2 separate regions of the Cyprinus carpio genome follow, and region 2 is linked to region 1. Evidence: chromatin contacts called from public Hi-C data. All regions are on one chromosome and are shown on one strand. Each heading gives the region's core, a stretch centred on a gene start, on an enhancer-like site or on the middle of the called end of the contact. The rest is flanking DNA. Distances are from core to core; before and after follow the strand shown.

Region 1 (4,612 bases), core at 1,007-3,506:
ATGACATGCTGGGTCTTTTAAAATATCAGAACATTTGACAAAGTTAGTTCAGGCTGTAAAATGTCGTGTGGTCTACGTGGTTTAATAATTCACGATATTTGTAAAAAAAAAAATACGTATCTTGGAAAAAAATGTAAATCTTTTGCTTGATTTGTAAAAAAAAAAATACGTATCTTGGAAAAAAATGTTTGTTTTTTGTTTAATTTTAAGTAGTATAAAAGTTTTTTATAACAGAATCGTTAAATGAGAATAACAAGTTAAAGTAGAACTCAAAGAGTACCTTTTTTTTGTTACTTTTATTTGAATGTTTAATTGCTTTAAATCAGCAGGAAAAATAATCATCTCTGTTTCTGATTCCTTCTGCTCCTTCTAAAAAAAAAAATACGTATCTTGGAAAAAAATGTAAATCTTTTGCTTGATGAATGAAATTATTGCTATAAAGTGGCCTGTTATCATTCTGTAACTTGTATGACTTCCCTTTCAGCCTGGAATAACACCGTACAAACTCCCTCACCCCGACTGCGTGCACTCCACTGTTACGCAACCCATGCCGCCTTTGATTATACAATGAAGATTACGCTACACACTAAGCATCCGCCAGCGCACCAAAATGTCGTCCAAGGCAGAGAACGTATCGTGATATTTGCATTCCTGAGGGCAATTTACGAGGCGCAGATGGCTATATATCTCACGGAGGTCCCTGTTTGCTGTGACCCATTTCAATAAAAGCTCTTTCTGTGTCACGTCTACGAGGGAATTTCCCCACCCGTGGCTTCTTTACTTGAACTAATGTTGCCGACTGTAAATGCCTGGAGTTCCCTGTTCTGTTTTACAGGCTAGGTGGTCCTGAAGAGCACGGGTGATTTATTGGAAGGTAGCGGTCCTCCTCAGTATCGACTCGGCCGCTCGATAATATAGATGAGCACTCTGCACTGTTGCAGGGATTTAATTTGGCTATGCTGTGAGATAAACCGCATTGATCCGGTGGCACCGTTTCTACTTGATTTGATTGGACAGTATCTCTGTTATCTGATTGGCCTTGACACACTGCCTTTTGATGATGTTCCCATTTGCATACTTTTGCATATTTTATGAAGGGAACGCAAGACAGGCGACTCTTATGTTTGAGAAGTTCAGCCTACTAATTAAGCATTCATTAGCAGGCTAAATGTTACTCAAAAACAAGCCGTAGTTTGTTAAGAAGGGAGCAGGTAGGTGTTACATCACACGACGGCACCATCTAGAAACAGAATGAAACCCCATAGCTCAAAAACCGTTCTCGAGCAAGAACCTAAGGAGGAGACAAAAGCCATCCATCTCACTAACAAACCACATCCTATGACCGTAAACGCCCAGTGACGGGGAAACACTTTCCACTTCACTTCTCTGTCTAATGAAGAGGATGTGATCTGGAATGGTGGACACCGGGGTCATGAGGAAATGGGTCACTTTTCAGAATTAGCCCCACTTGTGGTTATGCAGTATTTCAATGTGGAACTGAAAAAGTTTGTGCTCCCTGATGCTCTTTTCTGGAGGAAGTCCAAAGTTGAGTGCATGTCTTGAAATTGTGGCTTAATATAGAGCAAGCATGAGATATTATTTGAATAAACCATCCTAAAATGTATATGGATGTGTTTGTTGTCTGCTTAAAATCAAAATTTAACTTTAGAGAGTGTCAAATCTGGGTCATATTTAATTTCATGTAAATGTTCTTGTGCTAAAAAAAAAAAAATCTTTAGGTGTAAACTGACATTTTGGCAGCTCTGTAAAGCCAAAGTCACGATGAATCCAGCTGTCAAACTCAAGTAAACAGAAGTGCTTTGTAGTAGCCCTCACGTAAACATTTTCAGTGGGAGATGCTTTTACTGCTCTGCAGTGTTGGGGCAACAGCGCCCCCAAAATGTAATGTCCACTTTTGGCACTGCAACTTGTTATTCAGCCATGCAGGGCTGTGAAGCCCTTGGTAACTTCTGGCAGCATAGTACACACTCAGGTTCCTGCTGACAAAGAGAGCTTTTACCCCCTTATTGCACTGTAAAAGAGGCTTTTTATACACACTCTGAGTGGAAGGCAGAGAGCCTGGCAATATCAATGTCTATTCTGTTGCCGTTTTTAGTGTACATTCTGTGAGCATGCTTTCTGATATTGTTTTTGTCCTTTCTTTCTCATACTAGTGTGCTGACCTCATGGTGTAAGCAGATGTGAAGATGAGTATTAGCAGCGATGAGGTCAATTTCCTGGTGTATAGATACCTGCAGGAGTCGGGTAGGTGCTGCTTTTAAACGAAACAGACCTAATCAACACTCCAAAATTGTATCCAGATCAACTGTTACACAGCTTTTGTGTAACCAATCATGGTTAATAATGACTGGTTTTGCTCCATAAATGACCAAAAAATCTTAACATATAATGAAAACTGTCTACATGTCTTGATGCAATTACTATTTAGACTATTACTTTCACTCTCTATTGGAGATCACTCACAGATATGTAAATGTATCTGTCAGTTATATCTCCTTAATTTGAGTTTTGGGATATAATGTGTTATCAGCGTTGATTACAGTAAAACACTGTGACTGTTCACAGGGTGTTATTTAAATGAACACACACACACACGATACTCTCGTAGCCGTGAGCTGAAGAGAAAGTTGATCCAGCTAGTGTCACACTAAAGTGTTTATCATTCCCTCTGGCAGGGTTTTCCCACTCAGCCTTCACATTCGGCATTGAGAGCCACATCAGTCAGTCGAACATCAACGGCGCCCTAGTGCCCCCTGCTGCCCTGATCTCCATCATCCAGAAGGGCCTGCAGTATGTGGAGGCTGAAGTCAGCATCAATGAGGTGAGAGCACAGCTTTATTTACAAAAAAAGCAATCAAGGCACCTACATTTATCTGCATCAAGGATATTTAATACTTACTATAAGATTATTTTTAGATGAGTCTTAATTAGGGGAATCTCAGAAAACATGATATATTTTAATATATATATGATACTAAATATTACTATTAAATGATATTTCTCTCTATATATATTTATTTATTAATATGTAATGTACAAAAAAATTAATTATATATATATATATAAATTGTCATTTAAATTTTAGTTAGTTTTGGTAATTTTTTGTTTTATATATTTGTGCCACATATAAAAATAGAAATAGTAAAGATACTAGTATAGTTATTGTAATTATATTTCATAACATGTTATAGTAATATTGCAAATTAGTTTTTATTTCTATATATTCAATTTTTAATTTTAAAGTTAGTAATTTTGTTGTGCTTTGTCATTTTAATATTTACATTTTTATTGTTATTACTATTATTATATAAATATATAATAAACTAAATATTTTACATTTGAATTTTTGTAATTGTTTTTTGCTTAATTTAGTATTTTCTTTATGATATTAATGACAAAATGTTTTAAAAATAGGCTTTATAATCATAATGCAAAAATATAATTTCTTGTTTTATTCTTTTGATTGTGAGGGGAAATGCATCCTGGAGATGTTTTCATGAGATTAACCCAGATAATATTTGTTATGATGCAAAAATCCTGTTAATGTCAAATTGAGTGCATGATTGACATGTTGACTCCTGTCCACAGGACGGCACGCTGTTCGATGGGCGACCAATTGAGTCTTTGTCATTGATTGATGCGGTGATGCCCGATGTCGTACAGACCCGGCAGCAGGCGTACCGTGACAAACTCGCCCAGCAACAGGCCGCCACAGCGCCCTCGGCAACCAGCGCCAACATGCAGGGTAACACCAAAAACGGAGAAAACACCGCAAACGGAGAGGAGAACGGTGCTCACGCATTACCCAGTGAGTCACTGAACGATTCTGTATCATTTTACTCTGCTTATCATTATTCATAATAATTTTTTCCCCGTTATTTCCTGAAAATGTCACACAGTGGTGTCGATGTTGTAGCTTTCAGTTACGTACTGCTGATGTGAATCAAAGAACTGTTGTGTTTTCTCTCAATGATGAATGTCATGTGACACCTGTGTGTTAGTCAGTGTAAGTCCTCACAACCATCTATCTTTACAGATAACCATGCAGACATGATGGACGTGGACATGGATGTGGAGATCCCTCAGAATAAAGCCATGGTGCTGAGAGGTCACGAGTCGGAGGTCTTCATCTGCGCCTGGAACCCCGTCAGTGATCTGCTCGCCTCCGGGTCAGTTATACACTCCGCTGGTCTTCTGACTCTTTTCATCACTGAATCCGTTTAGTCGTTCATCCACACTGAGTACATGCTGCACTAATACTGACCTTTTAAAATGGATTGGCATCTGTCAGATGTGACAGATTCAGATTCAGTACTCTGGGTTAGTCATAGGCGTCACTATCAAGCTACAGAAAGGGCACTCTAGTAACACGTTGTAATTTGTAGTTTTTCATTTTTATTATAAACACCGGAGATTGATATAAAAAAATAGCTTTGCGCCTTGTTACTTTTAACATTAAAGAAAATATCAGTTTTATATCTGCTGTTTAAAATGTAATGTAAGTTTGAATAAATCCATCATAAAAAAGTTTTTGTCAGCCACCTTTAAATATTTATATTTCAACAACAAATTGAAGTAGAAACAATTATAT
Region 2 (4,775 bases), core at 973-3,472, 190 kb before region 1:
TGTAAAAATGGTAATGCTATGAAATATTACAATTCTACAGCATTACAAAAACATATTTCTATTTGAATATATTTTAAAATATAATTTATTCCTGTGATGGCAAAGTTGAATATTAGTAGCCATTACTCCAGTCTTTTGTGTCCAATAAACCATTTCTTATTATTTTCAATACTGAAAATAGTGCTTCTTATATTTAATAAAAATATTTTTTAATGTAATATTATTTGATAAAATTCATATTTTTATATTTGTTACTTTTCTTAATATTTTTGTGGAAACCGATATATATTTGTTTAGGATTCTTTGATGAATTGAAAGTTCAAAAGAACAGTGTTTATTTTAAAAAAGAAACCTTTTGTAAATTATTGTATCATAAATGTCTTTATTGTCAATTTTTATTAATTAATTGGTGAATAAAATTACAGGCTTGGATCTGTTTAAATAATATTAAATAAAATAATGACTGAATACTCATAAATATTTTTTTTTATATTTTTGATTATTATTGTTTTTGTGGAAACCATTATACATTTTTTATAATATGTGTGTGTATACTGTGTATATTTATTATGTATATATAAATACACACACATGCATGTATATATTTAAGAAGAATATGTTATGTTTATATATTAAATATATTTATATATAATATAAAATATAAGAATATAAATATATTAAATGTATATACATGTAAATATTTTCTAAATATATAATTTATGTGTGTGTATTTATATATACATAATAAATATACCCTGTACACATACATATATTATGTAAACAAAACTTTTATTTTGGATGTGATTAATCGTGATTAATCATTTGACAGCCCTGGTTTGGATCTGTTTAAATAATATTAAATAAAATAATGACTGAAATGAAAAAGTATAGATATTTAATTTAAACAAATTCATTTAACATCTAGGTAGTATGAAACATAATGGCAAAAATCTGATCTGTATCTTATATCTAGTCTATATTCCTATAAATATACATTATGTATCACAGACAAAACATTCAGTTGCAGCAAACCTGTTGGGAGCATCATTTTTAGGGTTGCGGGGTATATCTTGGGGGTCCACTTCAAATTCAAACTCCTGGACCTTGGTCTGTATGTTCTTAGACTTCGGTCTACCTGGCCCAGGTCCGGGACCATGACTTCCCTTTCCATCAAGCTTCTGTTTTTTGGGCTTGGAATGACGAGAAGAGGCTGCAAGATCTGGATCCTTCCCTAATTTCAGAAACCTTTTGTCCCCTTTTTTGTCCTGCCAGTCTGTAAGTATCTGTATCAGAGAGTAAACATAAATCATTTGAGGTATAGTCAGTAGGTGGCAGAAAGACAAACAGCAAAACACTGCTCACCTGTCTCTGTTCTTCCAGTGCTCTGAGACGTCGACTCGCAGAGGAGAGGAGTGTTTCCAGCTCCAGCTGAAGCGTGTCCAGCTCTTCAATGCCAATGCCGTCATCTTCTGAGCGGCTGAGCACTGCCGTGTAGCGTGGACACACTTTCACATGGTCCACAGGTTTGAAGTCATAGTACTTCAGTGGGGGGCAGTCCTTCAGTTCACTCATCTTCTCATCAACAGGAACCTAAATCTGAAAGAAAAACAAAAAGAGTATAAAAAAGGGTTGTGGGAGGCGTCCAAATGGTTTGATAAATTCTTTACTATTAATGAACAACACAGACTGTAAGTGATTTTGGTCAGGTGGTAAAAGCAAACAGTTACACAGAAAGACAATGCAAGCAAACCCAGAACAGATGTACTGCTGTAGATGTTATTCATAAGGTTTAAATATAAAATGTTAATGTTTTATGCATTGCATCACTGTAATGTATTTACTCTGTTGTGTAATACAGATACGATACCAGTGTGCGATAATAAGAGTACGTTAGCCACTGTAAGCTAACGGCTTCATGCTAATTCAGCTACATGCAGTTCAAACCACAGGGAATAGGTCGAAACATTTGTTCAATAAATATGTATATTACCTGCAATGAAAATATGTATGTCGACAATTAAATAATATGTTAAAATATAAAACAGAATTGAACCCATACAAGGCATTTATTCATAAAATATTATTGTTTACCTCCAATGAAGGAGCGTCCATTACTGAATAAACCATCTCAGCTCGGGGGGTGACAGCTCACCGCTTTAATTTTAAGAACTCGAATGTGTATTACATTTGCTTTAGTTTGGTCAGCGTACGGTTTATTATCATATTCTAACTGATATGTATGTACTATCTGCAAACTCATTTTTCAATATCAGATAAATATCCCCACTTGGCAGTTGACATCCCCCACAAAACACCGCAGCGTACGGAATGGTACATTCCTTTCTGAAACGCGTCCAAACAGTGTAATTAAAGATTATTTCTTTTTAGTGACTCGTGTGCTGTTTAAAGCCACAAAAGAGTTGAGGTTTATTTCAACACAGTGATATTTCTAAATAATCGCCTTTTTGACTACAGTGTATTAGACCCGTCGTGTTGTTTGCCATATAAGGAAGAAAAAGCGAATAATGGTAAGATTGGTGCTGGGCTTCACCGTAACTATAGGAACAGATGTGACATAATAACGGTCGTTTTGTTGTTTATGTTTTTCTCCCGATTTACGCGCTTAAAATAGAAACTCAAGAACTTGTATTTGTATGGAAATGTATTTAATTAAATACCATTCACACGTATACGTTTAAATCATGAGCTTATGATAAACAATAATGCACTTCTAATAGGTATATTACGGGAGTGTGAGAACGCAATGGAGGCGTGTTTTTTCATTTCCAGGCAGGCGTGGCGTGCGGACTTCCGTCTTCCTCCACAGACCTCATATAAAATGGTAAGATATTTACATTTCTTAAAGTTGCTGTGGTTGTTTATTTATTGTAGAGCAAGTAATCAAATGACCCAATAAGCAGCATTCGGATAAACCATTTGCACGCGCTCAGCGCAGTGTTTTTTGGCTCATTTGATCGAGTGATGTTAGTCTGTCTTGATTTATGCTAGGTGGCTAACGTCTGTGATTTTGCAGGCAAAACCTCTTTTTGGCATTTTGAAAACTAACAAATGCGCACCACAGTGCACAGATGAAATATGTAATAAATAACACGTGTTTAATTCACTTAGAACAGCCGGTAGTTGTCAGTAAGTGATGTTCAGGAAGATGATTGACACTTCACCACCTTGATGACTGACACGTACTCAATGGAATGGCCAAGAACAAAACCGCTCTTCCACCCACTGACAATCATGTTCCTGTTTGTTTATGATAACTATAAGACACCTATAAGGTCATTGAAGTTATGGAATGAGGTGTTACTTCATAAAATATGGTCCTTTTTGTATGTAGACGGCAACATTGCGACCCTACCTGAACGCGGTGCGCGCCACTCTGCAAGCAGCGCTGTGTCTGGAGAACTTCTCCTCTCAGGTGGTGGAGAGACACAACAAGCCTGAGGTGGAGGTTAGGTGAGGAAATCATTCATACACCCCACGCCCTTCTTATGTGTTAAATATGATGTGTGTGTTTGTATGTATGTGTATTTGTGTGTGTGTGTGTTTTACAATTCAGGAGTAGCAAAGAGCTTCTGTTGCAGCCTGTGGTCATAAGCCGCAATGAAAAGGAGAAGGTCCTGATTGAGGGGTCCATAAACTCAGTGAGAGTCAGCATCGCTGTCAAGCAGGTAAGTAATTTAGGATGAACTGCGTAGGATCGATGTTTTTCTTGCCACTGTCTTCCAAAGATATACATGCTTTTCTTAGGCTGATGAGATTGAGAAGATCCTGTGCCATAAATTTATGAGGTTCATGATGATGCGAGCAGAGAACTTCTTCATCCTGCGGAGGAAACCTGTTGAGGTGAGCTCTATTGTGAAGAACCAACAAGGGATGAAGAGAGATGTAATTTATTAAACCGAAGATGCATTAGTGATGGGAGAAACAAAGCTTTTTGAAACTGTGAATCATTTGAATTAATAGCTTTGCAAAATGATTCACTTTTTTGAAGCACTCGAAACACCACACGCTGGTCAAAATAGTGTAAATGCAGCCCAAAACACAAGCCCACACATGCATAAAAAGGCCTTTTACAAACCAATTGCAAATGTTTTATTGAAAGTGTAATCAACTAAATGCAATAACAAAACATTTAATACCATTAAATAATAAGTGTTTGTATAATATGTGTTATTTTATTAATTTGTAGGGCTTGTTTTGTTCATTTTATGGAGAGATCGGTTAATCAGGATAATATGAGACTAACTACAGCTCATTCTTATTATTATACTAATGTGTCATTAAAATGTTTACTAATTTTTAATCAGAGATTAGGTAAAAAACACAAAGAGATTGGTTCATGGGTTCTCAGAGATCATCGGCCTGTTATGTTATGACGTAACAAAGCCTCATTTACTGAAATCATGTGGCTTTTGCTGCTCTGAAGCATTGGTTCAAAACAAATAATACGCAAATGTTTGAAGGTTTTCAAAAGCAACCATCACTAACATGCATGTCAAGTTTTTTTGGTGGAGTCATGTAGGACATTGGTTTTCAAACCGGTCCTGCGAGCCCCCCCAGCACTGCACATTTTCTGTGTCTCCCTCATCTATCACACCTGATTCAACTCATCAGCTCATTAGTAGAGACTGCAAGACCTGAAATGGGTGTCAGATATACGGAGACATACAAAATGTGAGGTGCGAGGGGTGCTTGCAGGACTGGTTTGAAAACCACTGATGTAGGACATTGGGACAGTAGGGGAATTACAGTTAAAC

Evidence for each region. Hi-C and Micro-C count contacts between places; a contact is called where the count stands out from the background.
Region 2: a Hi-C map of skeletal muscle shows a contact between it and region 1, with 3 times the contacts expected there. The contact joins the promoter of tada3l here to the enhancer-like site in region 1. A contact is called at or near these places in 2 of 8 Hi-C or Micro-C datasets (both in skeletal muscle).

Annotation. Positions count from the first base shown.
Region 1 is chrA11:10,220,560-10,225,171 of ASM1834038v1, reverse strand. LOC109096762 (F-box-like/WD repeat-containing protein TBL1XR1) reads left to right here. Exons shown (of 16, transcript XM_042766175.1): 3 at 2,175-2,265; 4 at 2,697-2,842; 5 at 3,610-3,829; 6 at 4,058-4,190. The coding sequence starts at 2,208. Among protein-coding and RNA genes, the nearest start is that of LOC109096762, 58 kb to the left of the region's middle. Within about 2 kb of position 2,256, at least 3 of the 8 cell types and tissues checked have an H3K27ac peak or open chromatin away from gene starts, as enhancers often do. A contact at or near this core is called in skeletal muscle, where this site is marked.
Region 2 is chrA11:10,406,368-10,411,142 of ASM1834038v1, reverse strand. tada3l (transcriptional adapter 3) reads right to left here and starts at 2,222. Exons shown (of 9, transcript XM_019078746.2): 1 at 2,092-2,222; 2 at 1,363-1,596; 3 at 1,033-1,283. The coding sequence starts at 1,572. LOC109061643 (actin-related protein 2/3 complex subunit 4-like) reads left to right here and starts at 2,401. Exons shown (of 5, transcript XM_042766185.1): 1 at 2,401-2,528; 2 at 2,739-2,842; 3 at 3,353-3,471; 4 at 3,575-3,686; 5 at 3,766-4,113. The coding sequence starts at 2,765. The coding sequence ends at 3,915.